Regions from separate parts of the Mus musculus genome. Here region 1 is linked to region 2. Evidence: chromatin contacts called from public promoter capture Hi-C data. All regions are on one chromosome and are shown on one strand. The core of a region is the stretch at or near the end of the contact, and the rest is flanking DNA. Distances in the headings are between cores, read along the strand shown.

The links. Promoter capture Hi-C pulls out the DNA fragments that hold promoters and counts their contacts.
Region 1: a contact with region 2 is called in a promoter capture Hi-C map of liver, with 2.5 times the contacts expected there. The contact joins the promoter of Spata3 here to the enhancer-like site in region 2. A contact is called at or near these places in 7 of 39 promoter capture datasets (the C10 cell line, cranial neural crest, embryonic stem cells and 3 more), 2 of 115 datasets of contacts at active chromatin or transcription factors (embryonic stem cells and stem cell-derived neural progenitor cells) and 2 of 9 other capture datasets (adipose tissue and liver).

Annotation. Positions count from the first base shown.
Region 1 is chr1:86,019,310-86,023,895 of GRCm38.p6, forward strand. It overlaps Spata3 (spermatogenesis associated 3), which reads left to right and starts at 2,636. Exons shown (of 4, transcript NM_001122732.2): 1 at 2,636-3,040. The coding sequence starts at 2,740.
Region 2 is chr1:85,808,221-85,812,781 of GRCm38.p6, forward strand. All of the region lies in intron 1 of Cab39 (calcium binding protein 39), which reads left to right. Among named protein-coding and RNA genes, the nearest start is that of Cab39, 17 kb to the left of the region's middle. Within about 2 kb of position 2,346, at least 40 of the 459 cell types and tissues checked have an H3K27ac peak or open chromatin away from gene starts, as enhancers often do. A contact at or near this core is called in adipose tissue and liver, where this site is marked.

The DNA.
Region 1 (4,586 bases), core at 1,386-3,885, 210 kb after region 2:
GGACTTCAAAAGAGTCAACTAGCTTTTACCACTGTGTTTTTTACTCAAAGCCCCTAGTAAACTTGTGACCCCGGAGGGTTAATTTGTAGCCTAGAGTCACTGAGCAGTATGTTCTTAACATGGACTTTGGGCACTTTCTGTTTCCAGAAGCCCCTTCCTGGGACAGCATAGGACCCAGAAAAGTGTTCTGAGCACAGGCACCTCGATGTTCCATTACAGAGGCTCTGCTGTCCTTTCAGCTAGTTGCCACAGCAAGCTATCTCTCTCTAGTTAGACCCATTCCCCTACCACATGACATGCAAGGATGAAGGACTGCTTGATGCCAGACCAGACTCAGCACGTAGAGGCTAACTTTGGGATGGATGGTGACACACTCACTCTAGTGTGCAGAACACCCTGAAAGGCCAGAACCTAAGGGACTGTTGTTGATGGGGCATGGTATTATCACACTCAAAGTCTTATCCTTGCTACCTAACCTCCAACCTTTTAAACTCACTACCACATGACAAGGCTTCTGGTTTAAAAAGTCCCCACTGATGAGCCCATTCCAATTGAGACTCTCCTCGGGGACTACAAAAATCCTAGCCTGTCTTTGGCAACAACCTCTTAGTAAGAAAATTTCTGCCTAGAGTCTTCTGAAGGGCCCCATCCTTCCCCTTTCACTCTCTATCGATTCTGAAACTTGTTGGCTCTCCTTGCCCAAATCTAGGGCAAGGGGAATGAAAGCTAAGACAAAGCTAGACATAAGCCTAAGCTAAGTGCACTGTGACTGTGATGTAGAAGAGCCAGTTCTTGGCAGGAAACTCTTATGAGGATTTCTCCCTGCTTCTGAACCATTTCTCCTTAATGGTACAAACATTCCTCAACCTGTATTCTGTCCTCTATCTCCCAGAACACAAGCTTGTGTGTCCCATACCCTGTGGCATCCCTTTAAGGAGAAATGAACTGGCTATTTCATGGCTACTTAAATTCTACCCAAATATGTTCCTGTCCCATCAGATTCGTTTAAACCGGTTGTTTTCAACCAGGAAAAATGTTAACACCTTCTCCAAGCTCTGGGCATATTTAGCCACATCTGGAGATGTTCTTTTCCTTACACTGATGGGGTGCTGGCCAGTCAAAGCCAGAGAGGCTGCAGAGCTTCCTATAACACACAGAACAGCCTCCTCCAAAAGATATTATCTAGCCCATAGTGTCAATCAGGACTGAGACTGAGAAACTGATTTCAATCAGGTTATGCTCATCAGTCAAAGTCTAGCAGTCACTGAAAAGGTTCCAGCCTGATTCTGAATGTCATCCCTTCAAATGGCCCATAGATCTTTGACCTCAGAAACTGCCAGCTTCTTGTAGATTCACCTACCCACTGAACCGCCTTGCTCCAAACCAACCAGACACAGCCTGAGCCATACTGATCTAAGCTGCACTCCCAACCCATATCTTTCTCTAATCTTCTCATGCAAGAAACTTAATTTTTTTCCAATTCTTTAATTTCAAAGTCTGTATAATCTGACTCCCCATTGCCTACTGGGGTCATAAAGAAAAATAACCCTTTAGAACTTAATCTTGAGTGTGTCACCAATCAACTAGAAATGGGGATTTAGTTTGGGAGGTACTTATATAACTGAATTTCTCTGAACATCAATATCCTTTTTGGGATAATAATAATAGTGATGACAATAATGTAATAATAATAATAATAGTCAGCAAAGTCTTTGCTGGCTCTAGAAGCCTGAAAATAGATTCTCTCACTTCACTGTTGACATCTGGTCTAGCCTTTGTGTGTAGCTTGTCTAGGACCTTTCTGGCTCACTCGCTCTCCCTCCACCCTCCTTACTGCATCCTCACCCCTTCCCCAGCTTCTGGTGTCTGAGTAGGGCAGGTGTACTTTACCCACGCAGCTTACCTACTTCATGGAGGAAGTTCTTTCTGGGAACGCACTTTTCTATTGTGATGTGTGACAGGCTATCTTTTCAAAACACTTTTCACTCTTCCACCCTAAAATGGAAGTTAAATTGTTAAGAGATTCATAGTTTGTTTGACCTAACCAGTGTTTTGGGAGGTAATACCAATGAAATGAATTTGAGAAATTTTTCGTTTTCTGAGAACTGGCTTAAGGTAGAATTGGCCAAATTCGAGGATTCTTATAAAAGTTTAGACATACACACACACTCATACAAGCAAGCACTCGTGTTCACATATATTCAGAGATGACAGAAGGCAGTGGGTTGTGGGAGGTAAAATGCTAAAAAAGGAAGTCAAATCTTCAGGAAAGTTCCCTAAATGTTAACCATAATGTTTGTGTTTGGGGATAGACACGTAGAAACCAGCAACGGAGCTGAGAATCCTTCCTATTCAGGATGTCTTCGAATAAAAAGTAGCTCTCACGGACCCTGGAACGTGCAGCCGAAAGGTGCCTGAGGCTCTGGTCACATAATCATGGATCCAGTTCTCTTAGGCCCAAAGACTGTCTTAATTAGACCATGGAGGAACAAGGCAGCTGCTGCCTCCTGCCGGTTCAAGCAGGAAGCCCTGGGAGAGGAAACCGGTGCCAGAGCCCTAGCCACAGGGGCCAGCCTGGCTTTTGTGACCTCACAGGAGGTATGGGTGACTCTTGTCTGTGGGACCTTGCTGTGGTCAAAGATCAGAGACATACCCACAGGGGAGACTGCCTACCTAGGGAGGGAGCCAGGAAATTCACAGCTCCATGTAGCTCCACGGTGTTACTCTAGAAGGATCACCATGAAGAAGGTCAAAAAGAAAAAGTCTGATTCCAGGCGCCGCAGGAATTCCATTTCACCGCAGACTAGCTCCGATTCCTCACAGCAGCCCAGCTCAGAAACCCCGCCGTCATGTCCAGAGCCCGCCTCGCCACCATCTAAGCCACAGCCTTGCCAGGAGTCCACCACACCACACCAAGTTAACCCTGAGCCTAAACCGCAACAGCATACACCACAGCCTCTCCCGCCTCCAGAGAAACCTGCCTCATCTCCGTTCCTGGTACCCATGGAACCTAAACCAATTCTTCCAAGCAGGAAAGCAGGTGGGCGGACTTCCTGCTTTAAGGCAGTTCTAGCCTTCTTGCTGATAGAGTCCCAGAGCTACCAGAGGTGGGCTCCAGTCTGGTGGTGGTGGTGTATAGTCAGCATGCTGCCCGGGGCTAAGTTTATAAGCTGTGGAGGGGATGATTTTTTTCCCCCTTAGGTTTTTCAAGACAGGGTTTCTCTGTGTAGCCCTAGCTGCCCTGGAAATCACTTTGTAGACCAGGCTGGCCTCGAACTCAGAAATCCGCCTGCCTCTGTCTTCCAAGTCCTGGGATTAAAGGCATGTGCCACCACGCCCGGCCAAGAGGATGATTTTTATGAGAGAGTAGAATCCCTAGGCTATGTCCTTCTGTAGCATCTCAGGTCTCGCTGCAAACAGCCATGGATACATACTAACATTTACGGCTCCATGGGGGGAGACCCTCTCATTAGGAGTCAGTTAGTATCCATTCAGAAATTAAAAGCAAATATAGACTAAAAGAAAGGAAGCAGTGATATGCCTTCTGGCTACCTTTTATTGGTTATTCGAGAGGCCAGACCACTCCAAAGAAGATAGTACAGGGTGATGGAGGTAGATGACTATGGTACAGCCTTTGAGAGAATTGGGGGTTTCTGTTTGTCAGATGGAAGATAGGAGTTTTGTTTTGTCTTTCCATGTTACCCTAAGAGATCTGACCTTGGACTACAGAGAGGATGGCTAGATCAAAATATAGGACTCCTGACTAACTCCTAACTTCAGATAAGCCACAAATAATGTTATAATCCTTAGTATCTGTTCCAAATAGGCATCCTATATTTCTGCTTGTCATCCCTTCCCACAGAAGATACTAGAAAAGGGTCTGCGCAATGTATAAAGCAAACCAAAAATGTAAAAACAGTATTTTGTAGCCATCATTTTAATTTAGTTTAGCTCTGCCTAATATTAAATGGCTGGCCAGCTGTCAAAAAGAAGTCTCCATCTTCTTGGATAGCCAATGAGAGACAAAACTTTGGACAGTATCAAGGGGACTCAAGTGGAGTTGGAAAGCTGGGATGCTCCAGACCACTGAGGATAATGAAGATAGACAAGTGACCATTGACTGTTCCTTCCATGCCTAGTACTTCATTCATCCATTTCCGTCCATCTTATCTGACGATACTGTAGGGAGGAAATATTCCTTTGTCCTCTGGAGCAGCCCTTGGTATGGTTGAAAGGGAAACTTGAGTCTATTCTGATTCCAGATTCCCTACCCTTGACCACAACTGACCTTCCAATACCAAGAGGCCAGCAGGTCCTCCAGAGAGAAGGAGGAGGAGGAAGAGGGGATCTTTCTCTGACCTTTCCTTGAACCATGACCAAAGTACTCTATGTCCTTGAGCAACTCACACTCTGGGCCACAGCAATCCTAAAACAGTCTGAGCAGAGAACGAACACAAACCATGAGAGAACCAGAGCTCTCAAGCCAAGGAATTGCCAGGACAACGGTGACTCTGTGACTGGTGTCTGTGTGCAACATGAGCTTCAACCATGTAGACATTTCTGGGTGATAGCCTCAGAGCTGGTGT
Region 2 (4,561 bases), core at 1,096-3,595:
TTTGAACTCCAGACCTTTGGAAGAGCAGTCGGGTACTCTTACCCACTGAGCCATCTCACCAGCCCCAAAATCATTATTTTTCTGAGTGGTCTAAACCCACTTGGGATTCTTCCACTTTGACCTGGAGTTGTGGGATTGTAGGCATGTACCACTGTATCATGTTAAAGTCATTGATTTTCTGATGCTCTGGAGCTGTCATAGAGGCCTTGTAATAATGCCTCCAAACATCTGGAGACACCAGAAAGGTTTAAGGTTATAATCTCAGGTAACTGCTCTGGCTTTAACAATTGGCTAATCCTAGTGGACAGCACTAATAGCTGCCTCTGAAAAGTAAAGAGCTTACCCATGGCTTGGTGCAGCTCTGAGTACCTACATTTGATTTGGATGCCAGTAAAATGCCAGATGACTTGGCGTCTGCCAGTAATCCCAGTACTTGGGAAGCAAAGGTAAGAGGACAAGTGTGAGTCAGCTTGCATTACATATGACTTACAGATTAGGTTCTACCTGTGACATCCAAGTCCATTATCTAAACAGTAGGGACGAGGTGGTACGACTGGAGCAGACTCACCTCTTACTCCAGAACCCAGCTACCACAAAGTTTGAAAGCTGCTTTCATCACCATAGCTAATGCCATTTTTATCTGAAGATGCTTCTGCACTTGTATTATTCATCTCCCATGATTTTGAAACAAGTTCACCCTATTTGCTTCCCTCCAAGAACACTTGTAGGAATCCATCCAGTTTTAATCAGTATAACTTTCTGTTCAAACCACTGTGATTCTGACACTTCAGTTAGCAATACTCTCAATATTTGGAGGAGGTAAAAAAAAAATCAAGAAGATGCTGGGCATGATGATGTATGCCTTATATCGCAGCATTTTGGAGTCAGAGGCAAGTGCATCTCTGAGATCCAGGGAAATTGTGGGACTGTATCAAAAAAAACTAGAAAATAAAATAAGAAATTAGAAAATCAATCAAGATGAAAGATGTGGGGTATCTGCATCTGGGTGATATCTGTGTGGTTGAATTGTTCCTTTGTGTGCACGCTCGGGGATTCAGCCTCTGTAGTCACTTGGTAGCATTCCACTTTGGAAATAGTGAAGGAAACATTAAGTTCTATGTGGAAAATGTGTAGAGGACCGAAAGTTTTCAATGTAAGTAGCTCTTCCTGGTTGGGGTGTCTCTCAGCTGCTGTGCTCCCGTGGCTATAAAAAGCAATTGCTTCCTCATTTTAGATACAGATTTCAGATGAAAAGGCAGATTTTCCTGTTTGACTGTATTGTGCTATCAACACATCAGGAGTGAGTGGAATGTTCTTTGAGCAATAAAAAAAGGCATGTGGCCATTCTGTAACAGCACTTGGGCTTCTCAACTTTTGCCTTCCTTTCCACTCCATACTTTCTTACCCACAGAACTTGAAAAAAAAATTACAAAATAATTTGTTTCCATATCAGACTTTAGACTGTGCATACAGCTCTTAGCCAATTGTAATACATCTTCTGGTTTTCCCTTCAAAATTATCAGTGTCTAAGGGCCAGTTCAGGGAGCATCATCTCCTTGATGCCTGCCTGCATGCCTCTAGCATACAGTGTGCCTTGCCTGTCCTCTGAACTTGGTATTGATGAGGTTTTCATTAGGATAGATTTTAAGTCTGTTCTGTGTGTACCTATCTTTATAATCTACTTCAAATCATGATCTCATCTTTTTAGATCCATGAGCTGAGTTGTTGGTATGTGGTGGGAATCTTCATTCCCTCTAAAAGCACATGCAGCCACTTTCTGTATGATCCTGCCAGCTAGTTGACAGCTGCAGTCTAGTTGCTTCCCTGATGTTAAACACTATTTAGCCTCATTGTTTCATTGAGAGCTCTTTTCTCAACCTAAGACCAAGCCTTCATAAGCCAGTTAATGTGTTGACAAAGAGGCTAGAAAGGCTATGGTTTCTGGGTAGAAGAAAGGTCATCTTTCATAGAATGTTCTACATCAGTGGTTCTCACTATGGGTCACGACCCCTTTGAGGGTTGCATATCAGGATATCCTGCATATCAGATACTTATATTATCTAGTAGTAAAACTATAGTTATGAAGGAACAACAAAATAACTTTATATGGTTGGGGCCATCACAGCATGAGGAACTGTATTAGAGGTGTGCAGTGTTAGGAAGGTTGGGAACTGCTCTTCTACAGGACCCGCAGTCTGAAGTGCCATGCAGTTGTGCAGTCTGCCTCCAAATATTTCTGCTGAAAAAAGTTTATTTACACTAAATACTACTATTTGACAGCCTTTGGGCAGTTACAAAGAAAACAAACCTGCAAATCTCCAACTATGGTGGTGCAGCTTGGACTGGCTCTGCAGTCTGTTTGTGCTTTTGTGGGCGTTTGGCCAGAACAAAAATAGTAATGCCAGACCTTGAAGGAGAGTGATTTCCCAGGTTTATATATCTGATTCTGTAGACATTTAAAGCTGTGAGTTTAAATTTTTTTCAAAATATAGTTCTTTATCAGAGTAATAACTAAGGGCAAATTTAGAAATTACTTTTACAAATATAATTTTTTAAAGCCACCAAATTTCTAACACATCATTAGTTTTTCACCCTAAAGGGAATTTTCCAAAAGGTACCTTTGTCTGGCCATACTTGAGATTTGTGTCAGGTTTTTCTCTTCTGTTTACAGTTACAAGCTTGAATATTGCGTTCTTCTTCAGGAATTTGCTTTCTAAAGGGCAGGGTTGGCTATTTGCTTTTCTTATTTACAAAAATGTGGGTGAGACCATGGTGTTTGTTCATAATCATATGGACTGTGTTTGCACAGCCTTGTGGCAGAGCAAGTAAAGTTTACCCTCGTAGTTTCTTGAAGACTGATACTTTTTCATTATTAAAAAAAAAAAAAAACTATTTCTGTTCTGGTTTATTATATGTGTATGTATGTCTCACTTTGCACATGTCAAGGTCAGAGGACAACTTGCCAGAGTGAGTTCTTCTACTCTCTGGGTTCTATGGATTGCACTGTCAGGCTTGTTGGCATACGTATTTACCCACTGAGACATCTCATTGGCCCAGTTTGTCATACTTTTTTATTTTATGTGTACAAGTATTTTGCCTACAATATGTGTATGTACTGTTTGGGAGTCTGGTGTCTCTCGACACTAAGCGAGAGTGTCAAAACTCCCAGAGCTGGAGTTAGAGTCCGTTGTGAGCCAAGGTATGGGTACTGGGAATTAAACCTGGACAATCTGCAGGAACAGCAAGTGCTCTTAACTGCTGGGCCATCCATCTATCAACCCTGTTTTTCATTTTTAAATGTGAAAATTGGTTAACTTTTCTTATTAAGTTATACTTATTAAATTATTTCTTATTAAATTACATATACTGTTTGTAAATCGTTGAAATTCACGTTTTGAAATTGGTTCTAAAATTATAACTGTAGCTTTTAATTCTTTAATATATCTATGAATCATTTGAGATAGGACTAAAATGGTAAATCCATATTAATTTTAAAAGTTAGAGAAAGCAGTCAGTTATGTATTATAATTGCATATAAATAATAATTTGTAATATGTAACCATAATTTCCAATCTCAAGTTATATGAATTCTTTGCATTGTAACAGTTTGAGAAGTCTAGCATGTGAATAAGAAAGCTGTCAAAGCTTTTCAGATTGACTTATAAAGAAATTTTATTTATTTACTTAGTATAAGTATATATATGTTGTGTAACCTACAGTGTGCATGTGCCTACCACATGCTTATCAGTGTTCTGAGACCAGAAGATGTCATAACTCCCAGAGCTAGAGTCACATGGAGTTGGGAGCCTCCTGACATGAGTGCTAGGAACCTAGCTTAGGTTCTCTGAGAGGCAGCTGGGAAGTTTCTTAGTGTTCTGAGCCATCTTACTAGACCCTACAGATTAATTTCCAGCCTTTGTTTTGCTTATTGCAGGTCTCATCAGTAGATTGAAAAATCACTTTAGTGAATTACCACCAGCCTTTAGAAGGAGGGAGTACAGTGGAACAAAAAACAGAATGCAGAGTAATATGAGAAATTAATGAAAGTATACAGTATAATTTTACCAATTAGCAATAAGTACTGTTTGGTGATAATTGGTTGGTTGGTTAGGTTTTTGGTTGGTTGTTTTTGTTTTGTTTTGTTTTTCTCTTTTTAGTCTTTTCCAAGCTGACCTTGGAACTCCCTGGCTGAGGAGGATCTGGAATTCCTGATCCTTCTGCCTTTATCTCTCAAGTGCTAGAGTTACAAGTTTATGTCACTATACTCGATTCTTGTTCTTATTGTATAAATGTGTGATCTGTAAGCCTCCATTGGTAACAGGAATAAAGGTAGATTTCTTGGTCTTGTAGTTGTTTAAGTTACTACTGGAGAGAGATTGACTGTAGACTTTAGTTGGAAAGTTCCAGTATCGTGTCTTGCCTGGGTGTGTATCTTGGTTTTTTGGTTTTTGATTTTTTTGTTTTTTTGTTTTTTTGTTTGTTTTGTTTCCAAGACAGGGTTTCTCTGTATAGCCCTGGCTGTCCTGGAACTCACTTTGTAGACCAGGCTGGCCTCAAACTC